Linked DNA regions of Mus musculus: regions 1, 2, 3 and 4 are each linked to region 5. Evidence: chromatin contacts called from public HiChIP or PLAC-seq and promoter capture Hi-C data. All regions are on one chromosome and are shown on one strand. Each heading gives the region's core, a stretch centred on a gene start, on an enhancer-like site or on the middle of the called end of the contact. The rest is flanking DNA. Distances are from core to core; before and after follow the strand shown.

What was found. Promoter capture Hi-C pulls out the DNA fragments that hold promoters and counts their contacts. HiChIP or PLAC-seq counts read pairs in DNA pulled down with a chosen protein or histone mark. Capture Hi-C pulls out chosen DNA fragments and counts their contacts.
Region 1: a contact with region 5 is called in an H3K27ac HiChIP or PLAC-seq map of embryonic stem cells, with 5 read pairs. The contact joins the promoter of Spata3 here to the promoter of Armc9 in region 5. A contact is called at or near these places in 2 of 39 promoter capture datasets (liver and stem cell-derived epiblast-like cells) and 2 of 115 datasets of contacts at active chromatin or transcription factors (embryonic stem cells and pancreatic cancer cells).
Region 2: a contact with region 5 is called in a promoter capture Hi-C map of liver. The contact joins the promoter of B3gnt7 here to the promoter of Armc9 in region 5. A contact is called at or near these places in 7 of 39 promoter capture datasets (embryonic stem cells, hippocampal neurons, liver and 3 more), 2 of 484 Hi-C or Micro-C datasets (bone marrow-derived macrophages and muscle stem cells), 15 of 115 datasets of contacts at active chromatin or transcription factors (the 230-238 cell line, the HPC-7 cell line, bone marrow-derived macrophages and 8 more) and 4 of 9 other capture datasets (adipose tissue, liver, macrophages and 1 more).
Region 3: a contact with region 5 is called in a promoter capture Hi-C map of adipose tissue. The contact joins the promoter of Nmur1 here to the promoter of Armc9 in region 5. A contact is called at or near these places in 5 of 39 promoter capture datasets (the HPC-7 cell line, HPC-7-derived erythroid cells, embryonic stem cells and 2 more), 1 of 15 datasets of contacts at CTCF or cohesin (large pre-B cells), 1 of 484 Hi-C or Micro-C datasets (bone marrow-derived macrophages), 1 of 115 datasets of contacts at active chromatin or transcription factors (bone marrow-derived macrophages) and 4 of 9 other capture datasets (adipose tissue, embryonic stem cells, liver and 1 more).
Region 4: a promoter capture Hi-C map of the HPC-7 cell line shows a contact between it and region 5. The contact joins the promoter of Gpr55 here to the promoter of Armc9 in region 5. A contact is called at or near these places in 2 of 39 promoter capture datasets (the HPC-7 cell line and cranial neural crest) and 3 of 115 datasets of contacts at active chromatin or transcription factors (T-cell acute lymphoblastic leukemia, effector CD8 T cells and memory CD8 T cells).

Annotation. Positions count from the first base shown.
Region 1 is chr1:86,019,948-86,023,405 of GRCm38.p6, forward strand. Spata3 (spermatogenesis associated 3) reads left to right here and starts at 1,998. Exons shown (of 4, transcript NM_001122732.2): 1 at 1,998-2,402. The coding sequence starts at 2,102.
Region 2 is chr1:86,301,680-86,304,958 of GRCm38.p6, forward strand. B3gnt7 (UDP-GlcNAc:betaGal beta-1,3-N-acetylglucosaminyltransferase 7) reads left to right here and starts at 1,542. Exons shown (of 2, transcript NM_145222.2): 1 at 1,542-1,875. The coding sequence starts at 1,865. Gm28626 (predicted gene 28626) reads right to left here and starts at 2,381. Exons shown (of 2, transcript NR_151592.1): 1 at 2,285-2,381; 2 at 1,384-1,939. It overlaps Gm16341 (a long non-coding RNA gene), which reads right to left and starts at 91. Exons shown (of 3, transcript XR_387210.3): 1 at 1-91.
Region 3 is chr1:86,386,056-86,389,802 of GRCm38.p6, forward strand. Nmur1 (neuromedin U receptor 1) reads right to left here and starts at 2,086. Exons shown (of 2, transcript NM_010341.1): 1 at 1,258-2,086; 2 at 270-658. The coding sequence starts at 2,086. The coding sequence ends at 270.
Region 4 is chr1:85,959,696-85,963,382 of GRCm38.p6, forward strand. It overlaps Gpr55 (G protein-coupled receptor 55), which reads right to left and starts at 1,360. Exons shown (of 2, transcript NM_001033290.2): 1 at 1,140-1,360. All of the region lies in intron 1 of Gm41905 (a long non-coding RNA gene), which reads left to right.
Region 5 is chr1:86,153,137-86,156,405 of GRCm38.p6, forward strand. It overlaps Armc9 (armadillo repeat containing 9), which reads left to right and starts at 1,644. Exons shown (of 25, transcript NM_030184.2): 1 at 1,644-1,707.

The sequences.
Region 1 (3,458 bases), core at 748-3,247, 130 kb before region 5:
AAGGGCCCCATCCTTCCCCTTTCACTCTCTATCGATTCTGAAACTTGTTGGCTCTCCTTGCCCAAATCTAGGGCAAGGGGAATGAAAGCTAAGACAAAGCTAGACATAAGCCTAAGCTAAGTGCACTGTGACTGTGATGTAGAAGAGCCAGTTCTTGGCAGGAAACTCTTATGAGGATTTCTCCCTGCTTCTGAACCATTTCTCCTTAATGGTACAAACATTCCTCAACCTGTATTCTGTCCTCTATCTCCCAGAACACAAGCTTGTGTGTCCCATACCCTGTGGCATCCCTTTAAGGAGAAATGAACTGGCTATTTCATGGCTACTTAAATTCTACCCAAATATGTTCCTGTCCCATCAGATTCGTTTAAACCGGTTGTTTTCAACCAGGAAAAATGTTAACACCTTCTCCAAGCTCTGGGCATATTTAGCCACATCTGGAGATGTTCTTTTCCTTACACTGATGGGGTGCTGGCCAGTCAAAGCCAGAGAGGCTGCAGAGCTTCCTATAACACACAGAACAGCCTCCTCCAAAAGATATTATCTAGCCCATAGTGTCAATCAGGACTGAGACTGAGAAACTGATTTCAATCAGGTTATGCTCATCAGTCAAAGTCTAGCAGTCACTGAAAAGGTTCCAGCCTGATTCTGAATGTCATCCCTTCAAATGGCCCATAGATCTTTGACCTCAGAAACTGCCAGCTTCTTGTAGATTCACCTACCCACTGAACCGCCTTGCTCCAAACCAACCAGACACAGCCTGAGCCATACTGATCTAAGCTGCACTCCCAACCCATATCTTTCTCTAATCTTCTCATGCAAGAAACTTAATTTTTTTCCAATTCTTTAATTTCAAAGTCTGTATAATCTGACTCCCCATTGCCTACTGGGGTCATAAAGAAAAATAACCCTTTAGAACTTAATCTTGAGTGTGTCACCAATCAACTAGAAATGGGGATTTAGTTTGGGAGGTACTTATATAACTGAATTTCTCTGAACATCAATATCCTTTTTGGGATAATAATAATAGTGATGACAATAATGTAATAATAATAATAATAGTCAGCAAAGTCTTTGCTGGCTCTAGAAGCCTGAAAATAGATTCTCTCACTTCACTGTTGACATCTGGTCTAGCCTTTGTGTGTAGCTTGTCTAGGACCTTTCTGGCTCACTCGCTCTCCCTCCACCCTCCTTACTGCATCCTCACCCCTTCCCCAGCTTCTGGTGTCTGAGTAGGGCAGGTGTACTTTACCCACGCAGCTTACCTACTTCATGGAGGAAGTTCTTTCTGGGAACGCACTTTTCTATTGTGATGTGTGACAGGCTATCTTTTCAAAACACTTTTCACTCTTCCACCCTAAAATGGAAGTTAAATTGTTAAGAGATTCATAGTTTGTTTGACCTAACCAGTGTTTTGGGAGGTAATACCAATGAAATGAATTTGAGAAATTTTTCGTTTTCTGAGAACTGGCTTAAGGTAGAATTGGCCAAATTCGAGGATTCTTATAAAAGTTTAGACATACACACACACTCATACAAGCAAGCACTCGTGTTCACATATATTCAGAGATGACAGAAGGCAGTGGGTTGTGGGAGGTAAAATGCTAAAAAAGGAAGTCAAATCTTCAGGAAAGTTCCCTAAATGTTAACCATAATGTTTGTGTTTGGGGATAGACACGTAGAAACCAGCAACGGAGCTGAGAATCCTTCCTATTCAGGATGTCTTCGAATAAAAAGTAGCTCTCACGGACCCTGGAACGTGCAGCCGAAAGGTGCCTGAGGCTCTGGTCACATAATCATGGATCCAGTTCTCTTAGGCCCAAAGACTGTCTTAATTAGACCATGGAGGAACAAGGCAGCTGCTGCCTCCTGCCGGTTCAAGCAGGAAGCCCTGGGAGAGGAAACCGGTGCCAGAGCCCTAGCCACAGGGGCCAGCCTGGCTTTTGTGACCTCACAGGAGGTATGGGTGACTCTTGTCTGTGGGACCTTGCTGTGGTCAAAGATCAGAGACATACCCACAGGGGAGACTGCCTACCTAGGGAGGGAGCCAGGAAATTCACAGCTCCATGTAGCTCCACGGTGTTACTCTAGAAGGATCACCATGAAGAAGGTCAAAAAGAAAAAGTCTGATTCCAGGCGCCGCAGGAATTCCATTTCACCGCAGACTAGCTCCGATTCCTCACAGCAGCCCAGCTCAGAAACCCCGCCGTCATGTCCAGAGCCCGCCTCGCCACCATCTAAGCCACAGCCTTGCCAGGAGTCCACCACACCACACCAAGTTAACCCTGAGCCTAAACCGCAACAGCATACACCACAGCCTCTCCCGCCTCCAGAGAAACCTGCCTCATCTCCGTTCCTGGTACCCATGGAACCTAAACCAATTCTTCCAAGCAGGAAAGCAGGTGGGCGGACTTCCTGCTTTAAGGCAGTTCTAGCCTTCTTGCTGATAGAGTCCCAGAGCTACCAGAGGTGGGCTCCAGTCTGGTGGTGGTGGTGTATAGTCAGCATGCTGCCCGGGGCTAAGTTTATAAGCTGTGGAGGGGATGATTTTTTTCCCCCTTAGGTTTTTCAAGACAGGGTTTCTCTGTGTAGCCCTAGCTGCCCTGGAAATCACTTTGTAGACCAGGCTGGCCTCGAACTCAGAAATCCGCCTGCCTCTGTCTTCCAAGTCCTGGGATTAAAGGCATGTGCCACCACGCCCGGCCAAGAGGATGATTTTTATGAGAGAGTAGAATCCCTAGGCTATGTCCTTCTGTAGCATCTCAGGTCTCGCTGCAAACAGCCATGGATACATACTAACATTTACGGCTCCATGGGGGGAGACCCTCTCATTAGGAGTCAGTTAGTATCCATTCAGAAATTAAAAGCAAATATAGACTAAAAGAAAGGAAGCAGTGATATGCCTTCTGGCTACCTTTTATTGGTTATTCGAGAGGCCAGACCACTCCAAAGAAGATAGTACAGGGTGATGGAGGTAGATGACTATGGTACAGCCTTTGAGAGAATTGGGGGTTTCTGTTTGTCAGATGGAAGATAGGAGTTTTGTTTTGTCTTTCCATGTTACCCTAAGAGATCTGACCTTGGACTACAGAGAGGATGGCTAGATCAAAATATAGGACTCCTGACTAACTCCTAACTTCAGATAAGCCACAAATAATGTTATAATCCTTAGTATCTGTTCCAAATAGGCATCCTATATTTCTGCTTGTCATCCCTTCCCACAGAAGATACTAGAAAAGGGTCTGCGCAATGTATAAAGCAAACCAAAAATGTAAAAACAGTATTTTGTAGCCATCATTTTAATTTAGTTTAGCTCTGCCTAATATTAAATGGCTGGCCAGCTGTCAAAAAGAAGTCTCCATCTTCTTGGATAGCCAATGAGAGACAAAACTTTGGACAGTATCAAGGGGACTCAAGTGGAGTTGGAAAGCTGGGATGCTCCAGACCACTGAGGATAA
Region 2 (3,279 bases), core at 292-2,791, 150 kb after region 5:
GCCTGGGTGTGCCAGCTGTGTTGGCACATTTATAACCCCCATCGTTCAGAAGGCTAAGGCAAAGTGATCTGGAGTTCAAGGCCAGCCTGAACTGCATGCCAAGACCCTGATTCAAAACAAACCACAATATCCTGGGTGAAATAGCAGAGACAGGGATAGGTAGCCAGTACCAAGCTAAGACAACCAGGACTGAAGACTGAGGACCGGTGTGACCTGGGACTAGTGGGACTGCAGTGACTCCTAGGGGCAGGCAGCCAGGCCTGTGAGACTTACACTTCAGGCCAGGGCTTCTTGAGGACTTAAAAGGGGCATTGTCCCAGGATTCTCCTCTGAATTTTTCATCTGAAGGCCCTTCATCATTTCCGACTGGAGCTTACAAATTCCAGAAAATTCCACTATTTGTTTAAGCACACACCCGAGCCTAAGGATCGCTAAGGGAAGGACAAAAGTAATCTTCACCCTTAGGACTCCCTGGGACTTTCTGTCTCCCTGTATTCCCTGGGAGAGGAACAGCATTGCAGAAAGGTATTGAGTTCCCCAGTCCTACTATCTGATAGAAATGCCTGAGCCGGGACTCAGGGACCACCTCCTGAGCCAGGCAGACCTCCTGGGTTTGAATAGTAAGGTTGTGACTTCATCTAAGGGTGTGTGTCCCTGACTCTAACTCCTGGTAAGATAGGAACAAACCATAGCACACGTCTCCAGAACCAAGTGAGCCACTGATGCCGGGGACCTAGAACCAGGCTTGACAGATAGGAAGTGCTGGAATGTAAAAAGTCCTGTGGGTATTTCTGAAGCGACCCCAGACCCCCAGACATCTGGATGACAGAAGGACCAGTAAGCAGCCTTATCTACCAGAAATGTTCCCAAGTCACCCAGAGGAGGCATCAAGGTGTCCCCTCCCTCCCTGTACTGTGATTGTGGTGTGTAGCCCACTCCCAAGAGAAAATGGTGCTCACACCGCAGAATAATAAAAACCTGGAGACAAAAAAAAAAAAAAAGTGGGGGTGCGGTTAAGTGAAGGATTTGTTGGCAATACAAGAAGGAGGTTTTTGTTTGTTTTGAGACAAGAGTCTCATTAGGGAGACCTTGCTGGCCGGGAACTCACCATGTAGACCAGGCTGGCCTTAAACTCGCAGAAATCCACCAACTGGGATTAAAAGCACATGCGAACACGCTAGCAAAAGAATGGACTTTTTGCAGAGGATAATAAGCCTTCTCACTGGGGGGTGGTAATGCAGAAAGAGTGGGAAACCCAGAGCTGGATTGACCTGAGCTGGCTGGGGGTCTAACACAGGCAACCCAGCATCATCTTCTCTTGAGATCGCCGCCCAGGCCTAAGCGAGCCCGGGAAGAAGAAAAGTAGACAGGGCAGAGATAAGGTAACTTTAGGGAAACAGCCTTTATCCACCTCCCTCCACTCTACACACCCAGGGCTACTCCAGAAGGAAGCAACCAGGCCGCTAGGCGCCGGGTGGGCGTGGAGGTGGGCGGTGTCCGACGTCCCCACGTGTCCCGAAGGAGGCGAGGCGGGCGACCCCGTGAAGGCCCAGCAGCGGGGAAGTCGCCGCCTCAGGATGTTGGCGATCTTCAAGGTCTCTGAGATTCTGGCTCTTCCCTTCGCGTTCCCGTGGGGCGTGCCTCTGAGGTGGCCAGGGCTGAACGGAGTTGCTGTCCCCACAGTGAGCCGGGGCACAAAGGGTTAACCTACCTGGGCCACCGCCCCTGAGGCCCCTCCTCCAGCCGCAGGGAAAAAAAGAAAGTCTCAGCGGGGGTGCGGCTCGGCCTCGTCCCGCTGTCCCCAGCCGCGGCGCTCAGAGCTGTGATCCGTGCGCCCCGCTCAGCTGCCCTGGACCGGGCCGCCATGTCTCTGTGGTGAGTCGGGGTCCCGGTGGGGCGCAGAGTACCTCCGAGCTTCACCTCCTCCCGGGGCCGCAGACTGCAAGGGATGCACGCTAGGTGTCCTGAGGCCGACCCCAGTTTCCCCGGGCAGCGAGGGTGGCGGGAGATGCGGAGCAGGGCGCGCCGCCGGAGCGGCAGATGGGATGTGGGAGATGCGAGGCGCACGCTTGGCTCTGCGGCCACGACTCCGGCAGCCTGTATGCAACGTCTCTCTAGCCTTGGGGTTTCACTAGCAGACACACACACACCCGACCCCTCCGGTCCCTCTTCCCTCCTGTGGCCTCTTCTCCGGACCGCCTCGACCCTTCTCCTTCCCCGGCTTTGCTCTTACTAATGGAGTGGATTGGTATGTGCGAGCCAGGGCCCTGAGGCTGGTTCTTACCCGGACTCCGGAGCTACGACGTGGAGCTTCTTTAGAACCCTGAGGACTGGAGTACTGGGTTCAGAATTCTCTTACTTCCATTCCCAGCAGCGCGCCTCCAGTCATTTCTGTCTTTCTCCATCCAACCTGGTAACCAGGAAGTCATGGGGCTCTTGAGGAAAGCTCGATGAATGTGGGTAGGAGGACTTAACATTCACTCACCCTGCGCCTCCGCAGGCTTAAAACCTGGCGTTATCTACTACGTGCTTCGTGGGCCCCTGGCTCTTGTACCTCCCAGACTTGGAGGTGAGAACCATCTCTCTGCTGGCCCAGTCCTGGAAAGTCATGAGTCTCCCAGTGTGAGCTAAGGAGGGAAGGTTCTTGGGGAAGGGGGCACAGGCAGGATCATTCCTGAGAAGAGCTAGGATTTCTGCCTCTGAAAAGGGTGTGCTGGGCTTACTTGACCAGGTAGGGGCCCCGGAAAGTGGGTTTTCGTCCCCAGGACTGAAGGGCTAGGCACCTCATTGCTTTGTGTAGAATATAAAGGTAAGGATAAGGAGTCGTGATGGGATCTGTCCACTTCCCTTCGAGACTTCCCAATTAGAGCAAGAAAGGCTCGCTTCTGTTGAGTCAGTGGGGGCTGCTAACCCACTCCCCACTGCAGCCCACAAGGAGACTCCCCAAAAGCTGCAACAAGGATACTGTCTTTTTCCCTTAGAGTGACTGGTTCAAAGTGATACTGCTGTCCACATATGTATGTGAACTAAAAATAAAAACCAGAGCTCAGGGGATGGACAGTGGTCTCTTTTCCTGGCAAAATGACAGCATTTCACTGGGTTCATGCCTGGTACTTTATCCTGTGTTCTGTCCCATTTTGGGGGAACTTAAGGGGTTAAATGGCCCCCTTCCCAAAATTGTTGTTGGGTTTGGGACCCCAGTAGCTGAATACACAGTGCTTCTTGAGTTGGGCAGTTAGCATGAGAAAAGCAGCAGGTTCCTCTGACCTTCCAGGAAGT
Region 3 (3,747 bases), core at 836-3,335, 230 kb after region 5:
ATGCCGTCAGAAGCCAAGAGAGTGTCGGATGGCCTGTTGTCATGAGGGTGCCGAGACCTGAACCCAGGTTCTCTGGAAGAACAGCAAACATTCTTAACTGCTGAGCCAGTGTTTCAGGCCTTCAATGGGGGCAATTGGGGTTCAATTCTCTTTTTCTTACTGTTTCCCTCAATACTCAAATATGTGGGCAGGGCAGAAACCACTTTTGTAGCTCCCCAGACTTTCTGAGGCCCTCTGGCCTTGTGGGTAAGGCTCCTTCCAAATTTTATTCAGGAGGGGTCTGTCTCTTGCTGACACCCTGGATCCTCATTCACAGCCAGAGGTTCGTCCCTGCTGTTCCTGTGGCCCACGTCACACAGGGTGCTGCCTGTGGTCAACCTGATGTGGTTATGGGAGCCATGATAGGGTTGGCGGCGATGACAGCACTGGGTTCCAAGGCCCAGGGCTTGCAGGAAGGTCTCTCGGAAGCGAGTAGACATGAGGCTGTAGAGCACCGGGTTGGCTGCTGAGCCGAGATAGAAGAAGATGCCAGAGGCAATGTGGACACACTGGTAGGCCAGGTGCAGGCCTTCCGTTGAGTGTCCATACACCAGGCTCCACATGATACGGTCAGCATGGAATGGAGCCCAGCAGATGCCGAATACCACAACCAGTGCAACTGCAAGGACAGAGAAGAGATTTGATCTTCATCATGCTTAGAGTTTGCATCTACAGCTCACTATCTTCCGGTCCTAGAAAAGCAGACAGGAGAGCCAGGTAGTGGTGGTGCACACCTTTAATCCCAGTACTTTGGAGGTAGAGGCAGGTGAATCTCTGGTCTACACAGCAAGTTCTAGAACAGCCAGAGCTACACAAAGAAACTCCTTCTCTCTTTTTTTCCCTCTTCCCTTTTCTGTCTTTCTCTGGCCTCGCTCCCTCCACCCCAAGCCCCACTTGCTCTGGTCCCTGCTAAGTCTGGCCCATAGGTTTTTTTTGTTTTATTATTATTATTATTATTATTATTATTATTATTATTATTATTATTATTAGTTTCTCATTACGGATGGTTGTGAGTCACCATGTGGTTGCTGGGATTTGAACTCATGACCTCCAGGAGAGTGGTCAGTGCTCTTACCTGCTGAGCCATCTCACCAGCCCTGAAACCCTTTCTCAAAACAATAACAACAACAAGCAAGCAAGCAAGCAAACAATACCCTGGAAGCTCAATTCCTTCCCCAGACTGGAGGAAGCTCAGCTTTCTCCTCAACAATGACTTACACAGCATCTTGGTCACCTGTCTCCGTCCCCTATCTTGCAGCTGAATCCTTCTGTGGGAGGTCTCCTGGGTTGCTGCGGTTTTCCTGCCCTTGACCTCCACTTGGAGCAACATCCTCTCCCTCCGCAGCCGCAGCCCAATGAGCAGATACAGCACACTGATGGTGACCATGGGCAGACAGAAGAAGAGCAGTGCGGTAGTCAGTACCACCAACTTGTAGAAGTCCATGGGACCCACCAGCGAACATATAGCTGAGTCGGGCACCGGCCCCCGGCAGGGCACAGTTAGTTGACTGAGGCCATGCAGGCTGGTGTTGGGCAGAGAGAAGAGAGTAGCGAGGACCCAGATGGCCCCCACCATGCGGCGCACATGGGCCCGTGTCATCACAGACTTGGCTTGGAGTGGGCGCACCACGGCCACATAACGCTCCACACTCAGGGCTGTGACATTGAGCACTGAAGCTAGGCAGACGGTCTCTAAGAGCAGTATTCGGAAGTAGCAGGCACTCGCACCCAGCTGGAACGGGTAATTTTGCTGCATCTCATAAAGCTCCAGAGGCAAGCCCACCAGGAGCACCAGCATATCGGACACAGCGAGGCTGAAGAGGTAGAAGTTGGTGGGCGTGCGCATAGTCTTGTTGCGCAGGATGACGGTGCAGGTCAGCCCGTTGCCCAGAGTGCCCACCACGAAGATCAGCAGGTACGTGACACAGATGGGGACAAACTGTTTCATCTGCTGTGGCCCCAAATACTTCAGCCTCAGGGCCTCATCGGTAAGGTTCAGATCCTCAGGTTGATAGGGCCACTTGAACTCACTGATATTGCAGACCAGGGGGCTCCTTGAAGCATTTGGGGAGAGCGCTCCAGGAAAGATGGAACAATTGAGGCAGGGAGGAGTCTGTAGGATAGAAGGGGGAGATACCCAGAAGTCATTTAGGTAATCCCAGCTCTGTCCTAAGTTATCACACTGTAGAGGACTGATTAGTCACATGCCACTGGGAAAGAAAGCATCTGCCACCCACTAAAGTGCATTTCAACTACAGAGTATCCGGAGTGCAAACCTTGAAAATAATAAAATTGGCCGGGCAGTGGTAGTGCGCAGCTTTAATCCCAACGCGAAGGAAGCTGAGGCAGGCAGGTCTCATGTGAGTTTGAGGCTAGCCTGGGCTACAGAGCAAGTTCCAGGACAGTTAGAACTACAGAGAGAGACACTGTCTAAAAAACAAACAAAAACAAACAACAAAAAACCAATCAACAACAACAACAACAAAGAGTTATCCTCTATCCTCTACACACATACATGCAAACAGTATATATGCACAAGTACACACACACACACAAATGAAATACTTTTTAAATGATAAGATTGGCCCTTTACAATCTACTGGAATCTTTGAAGAAATGCCAGGTTTTTCCAAGAACGCTTGGCTATCTCCTTTGGCTGTCTCCCTTTTAAGACAGACTTCAGGAGAGCCACTTGATGTGGACCTCAGAAAAGTGGGTGCAACTGCAGTATTGCTTGGTCTTTAAAGAGCCGGGGCTCCTAAAGCAACTGCCAGGGCAGACCTGACCTCCCCAACTCCAGGTGCAAGATCCCGGTATTTAATCCACAAAAAGCATCGACACATGGCAGACCTGACATACAGAACGCTGTGTGTGACCTTGGTGTGAAGAGAAAGCCACCGTAGGGGTTAAGTGAAGGAGTGAAAAAGCTAAAAAACTGTACTTTGACCCAAATTTGATTCTGTTTTCTGTCACCTGAATCACTCCCAGTCTAAATATTTTATATTCTTTGCACCTACTAGACCTGGAGTTCTCACTCTCGGAACTCTCACGGAGAGGAGCTGGGGATGGGCAGGTGACAGCCCAGGTTCAAGAGAGCAGCGCTGAGACGACAGTCATCAGAAAAATGACAGAAATAAACTGACTAACTGAGAGGTCTCTCCCACAACCCCCAAATGTCTCACAGAGTTTTTCCACCCATCTCACTCTGAGAGCCGCTCCTGTCAGGGCCCGTATCCCGCTCACCTACCATGCCTTCTGCCCAGGAGGTCCTGTGCGCCCTGGCTCCCACTGACAGATAGATGCTGAGCTGAAGGCGACCTGACAGAGGCTGCCCTCCCCGCCTTCCTGGTTGCTTCGCCTGTTGTTCACAAAATCGCCACTAGAGGGCAACGCTGACCCCGGAGCTTGGAGTACTTAGGACCACTCCCAAAGGACTCTACCTGCATCCAAACCATACTAGCTAGCTGTTGGAATCACCCGGAGCTGAGAGTGTCTTCTTTTTCTAGACAACAATCCCATTTTACAGGTGAGAAGAAAAGAAAAAAAGAGCCAGAGAGAGGAAGTCCGTGAGACTTGGGTCTAAAATGCTGTCCCCACCTGCAGCACGCCGACTGAGCAGGACTTGTTCCGTGTCCTGCAATTCTTTCTGACCCACATTTTCAGACAACCTTCTTACGCACCCCTTAAGCCCCTGAAAGTCAGCAGCCT
Region 4 (3,687 bases), core at 110-2,609, 190 kb before region 5:
AAGAGTTTCTCCACTACCACATCCTCTCCTGACACTACTCCATTCACCCCTTCAGCCATCAAGGCCCAGCACCTATTCAGAGGGATAGACTTGCCCCAGCAGGGGTTTCACCTAAGGGGTAAGGATTAACCTAAGGGGTGTAGGCTTAGAGGCTAACCCTAAGCGGGGCCAGGCAGGGAGGCAGGGAGCAGAGAGAGGCCAGAGGTACAAAGAATAGCTTAAGAGGTCTTCTCACACACAAGGGTTGCTTGACATTCAGAAAGACCAAACATAGAGGTGTCTCTGGGGACAGGAGTGGGGACTGTCTCTGAAGACAGGGGTGGGTTGCCTCTGTGTAGCTGAAGTCTAAGGATTGCAAGCAACAAGAGCAGAGGCTCAAAGCCAGTCAGCCAGGAGTAGGAGCTGCTCAAAGGTCACCTTGAACAAACACACTGAACAGGAACATCATATTGGAAGCTGACCAATAAAAAGGAAACCTTGGATGTTCCTTTACCTCATCTCTAAACCCAGATCAACTCAGTGGATGGGGCAGCGTGGGGGCTGGATACAGGGGCAGAAGGAAGGTCGGAGAAAGAGAAACAGCCATGCTGAGAAGGAATTGGGACAGGAAGTGGGAATGGGGTGACTGAGAGAAAGTCATAGGGTCACCAGTGGCACCCTGATTCCTAAGAAAGCCCAGCAAACAGAGAGAGTGGCCCCACCCCTTTGACAAGTCTCTGTAATTCCTCCTAGTCAACTTCCTCATCGATAACCTGGGGTCAGAAGTTCATTTGATCAATAAGTGCTTGCTGGTTCCCTGTTCTGCAGCTTGTCTACTGTCTGTCCAAGACGGACAGTAGAAACTTTCTCAAAACCAGATGGAGTGAGAGGACAGATAAACAACACCCAGCAACTCAGCTAAAGATTCAGACTCTTCCTCCCCATGGATATATGTCAGTCTGCCATTGTCTCCTTTAGAGCTTGTGTCTGAGGGAGGGAAAAGGCTGGGATTGATAACAGCATCATCCTGAGTAGCAGGGTACCTGCCCTAGGAGGGAGCTCAGCAGCAAAGGGAAGGCAGGATAAACTAGGGAAGGAGAAGCAAGGGGAGAAGGTGGGGGAAGGACCCTTTACATCCACACAGTAGCTACACGTCTCACCTCTGCTCCAAATCCCAGATTTGGTCACACTTCTGTCCCCAAGCCCAGATGGTTCCCATGAGTGGTCAGACAGCTTAGGAGTACCAATGAGTCCCAGCCTTGAAGTCTCCAAGAGAAGTCCCCTTTCCTGCCCTCTAGGTGGACCACATTCTCCACCAACGGAGACTGAAGATGCCTGGCCACCTTGAGAGCAGTCACATGAGCGGCTTACAGAGAGCAAAGTGTTGGATAGTTCATGTCAAGGCAGGGACAGCAGCCGCTTAGAATGCCCCGCCTCTCCTCTCCCTTCCTGGAAAGTTGACTGAGAGCTCAAAGAAGGAGGAAGTTCTAGACATCTGTGTGAGACCTGCCTGCTCTTGTGTCACTGTGGTGGCCTCCTGCATTCAGGCTCCTGCATTAACACCACTGGCTTCATCTTCTTCGGTTTCTACTGGAGCTGAGGGAGGTCTGACTTGAAGTGGAAGAGAAGAATCCTGGACTGAACCAGTGACTCCGCCTCTGTCTAAATCCAGCACATTTTCTCATCTCTGATGCCATCCCTGATCCCCTTAACATTGCCCAAAGACACAGCCACCAACTCATTTTTAAAGGAAATTTAATTGTAGTTTTTCTTTCATCTATCTATCTATCTATCTATCTATCTATCTATCTATCTATCTATCATCTATCTATCTATCTATCTATCTATCTATCTATCTATCTATCTATCTATTTTTAATACAGAGTCTCTGTATAGCCCTGGCTGACCTGGAACTGGCTCTTTAGACCAGCCTGACATTGAACTCACAGAGATCTATCTGTCTCAGCTTCCCAAGGGCTGGGATTAAGGGCATGTGTCACCATGCCCAGCTAGCCTAGTCATTCTTGTTTATTTCTTATGGACATGGAGGATGGGGAGGCTAGTGAGCCCCTTCAAAAGATAGATTTCTCTTTATGTTTCTGGTGCCTAGAGCAGACCTTGTCCTCTTTCCACACGCTCTTCAGAGCCATGCTCCTCCATGCTTCAGTGCTAAGTTTCTATCTTTGGTCACTGTGAGCCTTCTCCCTCCATCCCTTCCTACCCCTCCTCTATGCATGGACATTTTTCCCTTGGCTCTGTTGCATGGTAATCACTGATTCTGCTACAATATCTTATATTTTTGCTCTCACAAAGGTTTTATTTCCTGGGCTTTTTAACAATGAGAATATCTTCAGTCTTAGTTAGCTTTACTGTAAGCAAATACCAAGAAGCATCTTTGGTGAAAAGAAGATTGACTTGGGCTCACCCTCAGATGGCCCAGTCCAAAAGCACTTGTCTCTATGTTTCTGGACCATGAGACAGAATAAATATCATGACAGTGGGACTGCCTGGCATAAGCTTTTCACCTCACCGTGGACAGAAGGCAGAGAGAGGAAGTGACCCAGGCTGCCATACAACCTTCAAAGGCACGTCATCACAGGACGCCACTTCCTCTACCTAAGCTCCACATCCAAAAATAGTGCCACCATCTGGGGACCAAGTGTCCCCCCACACAATGCTAGCAAACCCTCCAAGGATATAGGAACTCAATTATTCACTTCCTTCTTGGCTATCTTTAACACAATCTTGGCTTTTTTAAATCTTGAGGTGGAGAGTAGAAATTCTTCTCCAATACCAAGAACTGGACGGCCAGGGTTATGGGGAAGGTTCTCTGCCTCTAATGTGGGTTCAGTATGCTAGTACTTGCTTCCCATCCCAGATGTGCCCACTTCTGCTCTCTCTGATGTCATCAAGTATCTTCCCAATCACACACTACTCTAATTATTTAATCTTCATCTTTAATCTTAGCATTACTAAGTTACCTTGACTGCTTAAGGAGATGTCATTGAGGGTGACATTTCCCCCACCACTTTATATGTCCTAGGGATTAGCCAATAGGCTGTGACTTTGGGGGGTGTGGAAGTCAGTTAATTCTCCACACCATCTAGGACAGGAACACTTACAAGTGGCTTCATTTATAGTGAAGGAACCTGAGGCAGAGAGCTCAGGTGACAAGATCCTTAGATGTGCATCATCCATGCAAGAGATGCAGGGCTGGGGTTTGGATCATCTCAGGTAATGGTGCCTGAGAGTCCAGATCTGTATCTGTCAGCAACAGCCTGTACTGAATCCTTCCCAAGCCCCAGGAGGCAGGGCTGATGAGCAACCCCGTGGGTTTCACAATTCACACTCTGAAGTTCAGTTGCCTACAATGGCCCCTTAAGAAACCAAGCACTCTGCTAGGTTGTAAGATGAAGGAAATGGAGTTACTGCAACAAAGAGGTGTGTGTGTGTGTGTGTGTGTGTGTGAGAGAGAGAGAGAGAGAGAGAGAGAGAGAGAGAGAGAGAGAGTATGTGCTTATATGCATCTGTGTTCAATGCAGCACTAGTCACAATGTAGACATGGAGTCCACCTAGGTGTCCATCAACAGATAAGTAGATAAGAAAATACAGCTCAAACAGGAAATGGAAAACTACTGACCTTTAACAAAGGGCAGAATCCTGCCAAGTGTGGTGGTACAAGCCTGGAATCCTAGCACTCGGGAAGTA
Region 5 (3,269 bases), core at 394-2,893:
AAAGACACAACCTGGACAGTTAAGAAGATCACACACACACACACACACACACACACACACACACCCCACACTCCCGCCGCCACCCCAAGTGATTGCAATAGGGAGAGTCATGGCTCCATCTAAGACCTGCTTAGAGGAAGGGTGGGATGATTTTTGGTTGGGATGCTTTAACCCTCAAGTAGAAGACCCAGAAATGTTTATTCCTGACTGGTTTCAGGGAGTGAGTTTTGTTTCTAAATTTTACTAATCAACTAGGAGACACAGAATGGGTGTTGCCATGGGTAAACAAGAGGACCAGCTGCTAGCTGGGAATTGAGTTGCATGGGATTCATGAGGAAGAGTGGACAGTTTTATGGGTCCTTCCCAGAACACAAAAGATGAGTTATTTGGGGAAACAAGGGTGTTGACTGCAGCAGTTTTGCAGGTGCACAGAATTCTGGAAAAGCACAACAGTGTTCACCTATAAAACACAGAGCCCGCCTGTTATTCATCCTGGAGACACAGGAATCAATCAGAGCACCTATGTGACTCACTTAGAATGATGCTGGGCACAAATATGGCGTATTCAGCAAATAAAAATTATCCGAAATGTAAATAAAATTGGCTGTTCTATATTTCATCTGATAACACTTGGCACACAGTTAACTGAGAATACTTCTAGGGGAAATTATTTTCAAGCTATATTACCTGGACAGGACATAGGACATAGTACTCTCTTCCTAAATATAGCCTTAGTTAGAAGACATCCTAACTCAAAGAGCATTGACAGAGCAGAGAGCTCAGGAGACAGGGCCTCTGCCCATCCTAGAGCAGCTGCTTCTTCTTTCTTCCTCCTCCTCCTCCTTTTTCCTCTTCCTCCTCCTCCTTCTTCAAAGGCGAGGGCACCTCCCTTCTCAAGTCCTCTGGACAGCCTTGGGAGGCTCCCACCTCTTTTTTTCTGTATAGCCCTGGCTGTCCTGGAACTCACTCTGTAGACCAGGCTGGCCTTGAACTCAGAAATCCGCCTGCCTCTGCCTCCCAAGTGCTGGGATTAAAGGTGTGCGCCACCACGCCCCGCGCAGCTCCCACGTTTTGAAGGCCTGGAAAGTGGTACTATAGAGACTTCTACCACAAAGCCTCAGCACTCCGAGGGGAAGGGAAGGGTTTTCTCTGGCCTTAAGCACTGACTTTGGACCAGAGATTAAAGAGTAGTAGCTCTGAATACACGCAGGGCAGTGGGCTGGCCAGAATTCTGAGTAGTATTTAATGCACGCTCCTTTACTAAATAAATAGGCCCTGGAATCAAACTCCCTTCGTCCGGCTTGGAGGAAAGCGCCTTTAGCTCTAAGCCATCTCGCTGGCCTCCGAATCTGTTTTGTTTTACAAACCTAAATTCATACGGGAAAGACAAAAGTGTCTCTAATACTTCCCGGAAGACTCTGTCGTAGGTGAAAGTGTGGTGCTCGGATCTTACATAGGCAGATCTGAGTTATCGTTCGTCTGCAGTCTAGACTAAAGTCACCCGCACGCCACACGCCTGTACGGCCTCACTTCCGGTACTCACCACGTATGGTACCTCCCACTCTCCCTCCCAGGATGCTCCACGTCGTCTTCGCCCAGCAAGATTGGCCGAGTCGCCTCACGTGACTTCGGCTAGCGGTAGCGGTTGCCCGGGTGACGGCCGGCGAGCTGGCGGTCTGGAGGAGTGAGCGCAGAGCCCTGCAGCAGGTAAGCGCGGCCCTCCTTGCGACTGCACCCTTGACACAGCCCTGGGATCATTGCATGGAGGGCTCGCCTTGTCGGACCCGGTTCCTTCCTGGCCAGGGCCCGAGGCGGCCGCTTGAGCATCCCATTGCTTCCCCCCAGGAGCCCCCGACTCCGCTGCGCTGCGGTGGGGTGGACTTGGAGTGGCCCCGGGCCTTCTCGCTGAGCATCTGCAGCAGGATCTCGTGGCCTGGGGCATTTAGCGCTCTCTCTCTCTCTCTCTCTCTCTCTCTCTCTCTCTCTCTCTCTCTCTCTCTCTCTCTCTCTCTTTCTCTCTCTCTTTCTCCCCCGCCCCCATAGTTTATTAGTAGTCTTCCTTCCCAGCGCCCAGGACACTCTCAGACTTCACTGAATCTAAGTGGAAGCATGTTATTTGCAGGACAAATTCATCTTCTCCTTATCCAGCCAGCTGTAGGCCTGAATCTCTCGCTGATGGAGAGATGGCATCGTCACCGCATGCAAAACACTACAAACAGTTTACTTCTTTCTTCACAAGGTAGATCCTTAGCCCAGAGGTTGTTTGGTCTAAGTTAACTGAGCTAAGGAGACAGGACATCCATCCAACACAGAGGGTTCAAGGGTTGCTTTGAACTCACAAGAGATATACACTTGCTGACCAAGCCTGATGACTTGGAACGCCAGGAACCACACTTCGGAAGGAGAGGCCCAACTCCTGCACATTCTCCTGAAATATCAGCATAGATTTAATCCTAGCTCTGGAGAGACTGTGAGTTTGCCCATGAGATGGGAAACTGTGCTAGTTAGGGTTTCTCTTGCTGTGATGAAGTAGTATGACCAGGAACAGCATAGGGGAAGAAAGGGTTTATTTTGCTTAAGATTCCACATCTTTGTTCATCAAAGGAAGTGAGGCAGGACAGGATCCCGGTTGTGTGAGCCGATATGGATGCTAAGGCCATGGAGGAGTGCTGCTAACTAACTGGCTGTCATCTTATGTACATCCTTATAGCCTCCATGAACTCAGAATTCCTGGTACCCTGACACGTTGCCTTAGTCAGTGTGGTTCCTACCGTCCCCTTTCTTCAAACCATTACTCTGTTTCTAATGAGATGGTGACCTGGGATTCCCTGAATCCCTTTCCATCCAGCTCCAGGCCTGTCTGAACCAGGCTGTCTAACAGGCATCTTGGGGCTTAACGCCACACACAATGCTTGCCTTGAGTTATGAAGGGGATTCTGATGCAGGAGCATCAGTGAGAGGACATTGAAGTCAACCAGTGGGGAGTTCCTCTGGGAATCCACAGCACAGACGACTGGAGAGTAATGGGCCAGAAGAGGTGTTTTCCCAAGTCTCTCTGGGTGGGTACCTTTAAGCAGAGACCTAACAAGATGTAGATGTTTGCAGCAAGAGCATCAAATCAGACAGGACTGTGGTTATGCAGGTCCCTGAGGGCAGGTATATTGTGGGCATCAGGGAGTTTCCGCTTGGCAGTGTGGTTCAAGTCAGATGAGTGGAGAGCTACCAAGGGCCTAGAGAGATGGGCCTAAGGAGTCTGCTTCCATCTGTGG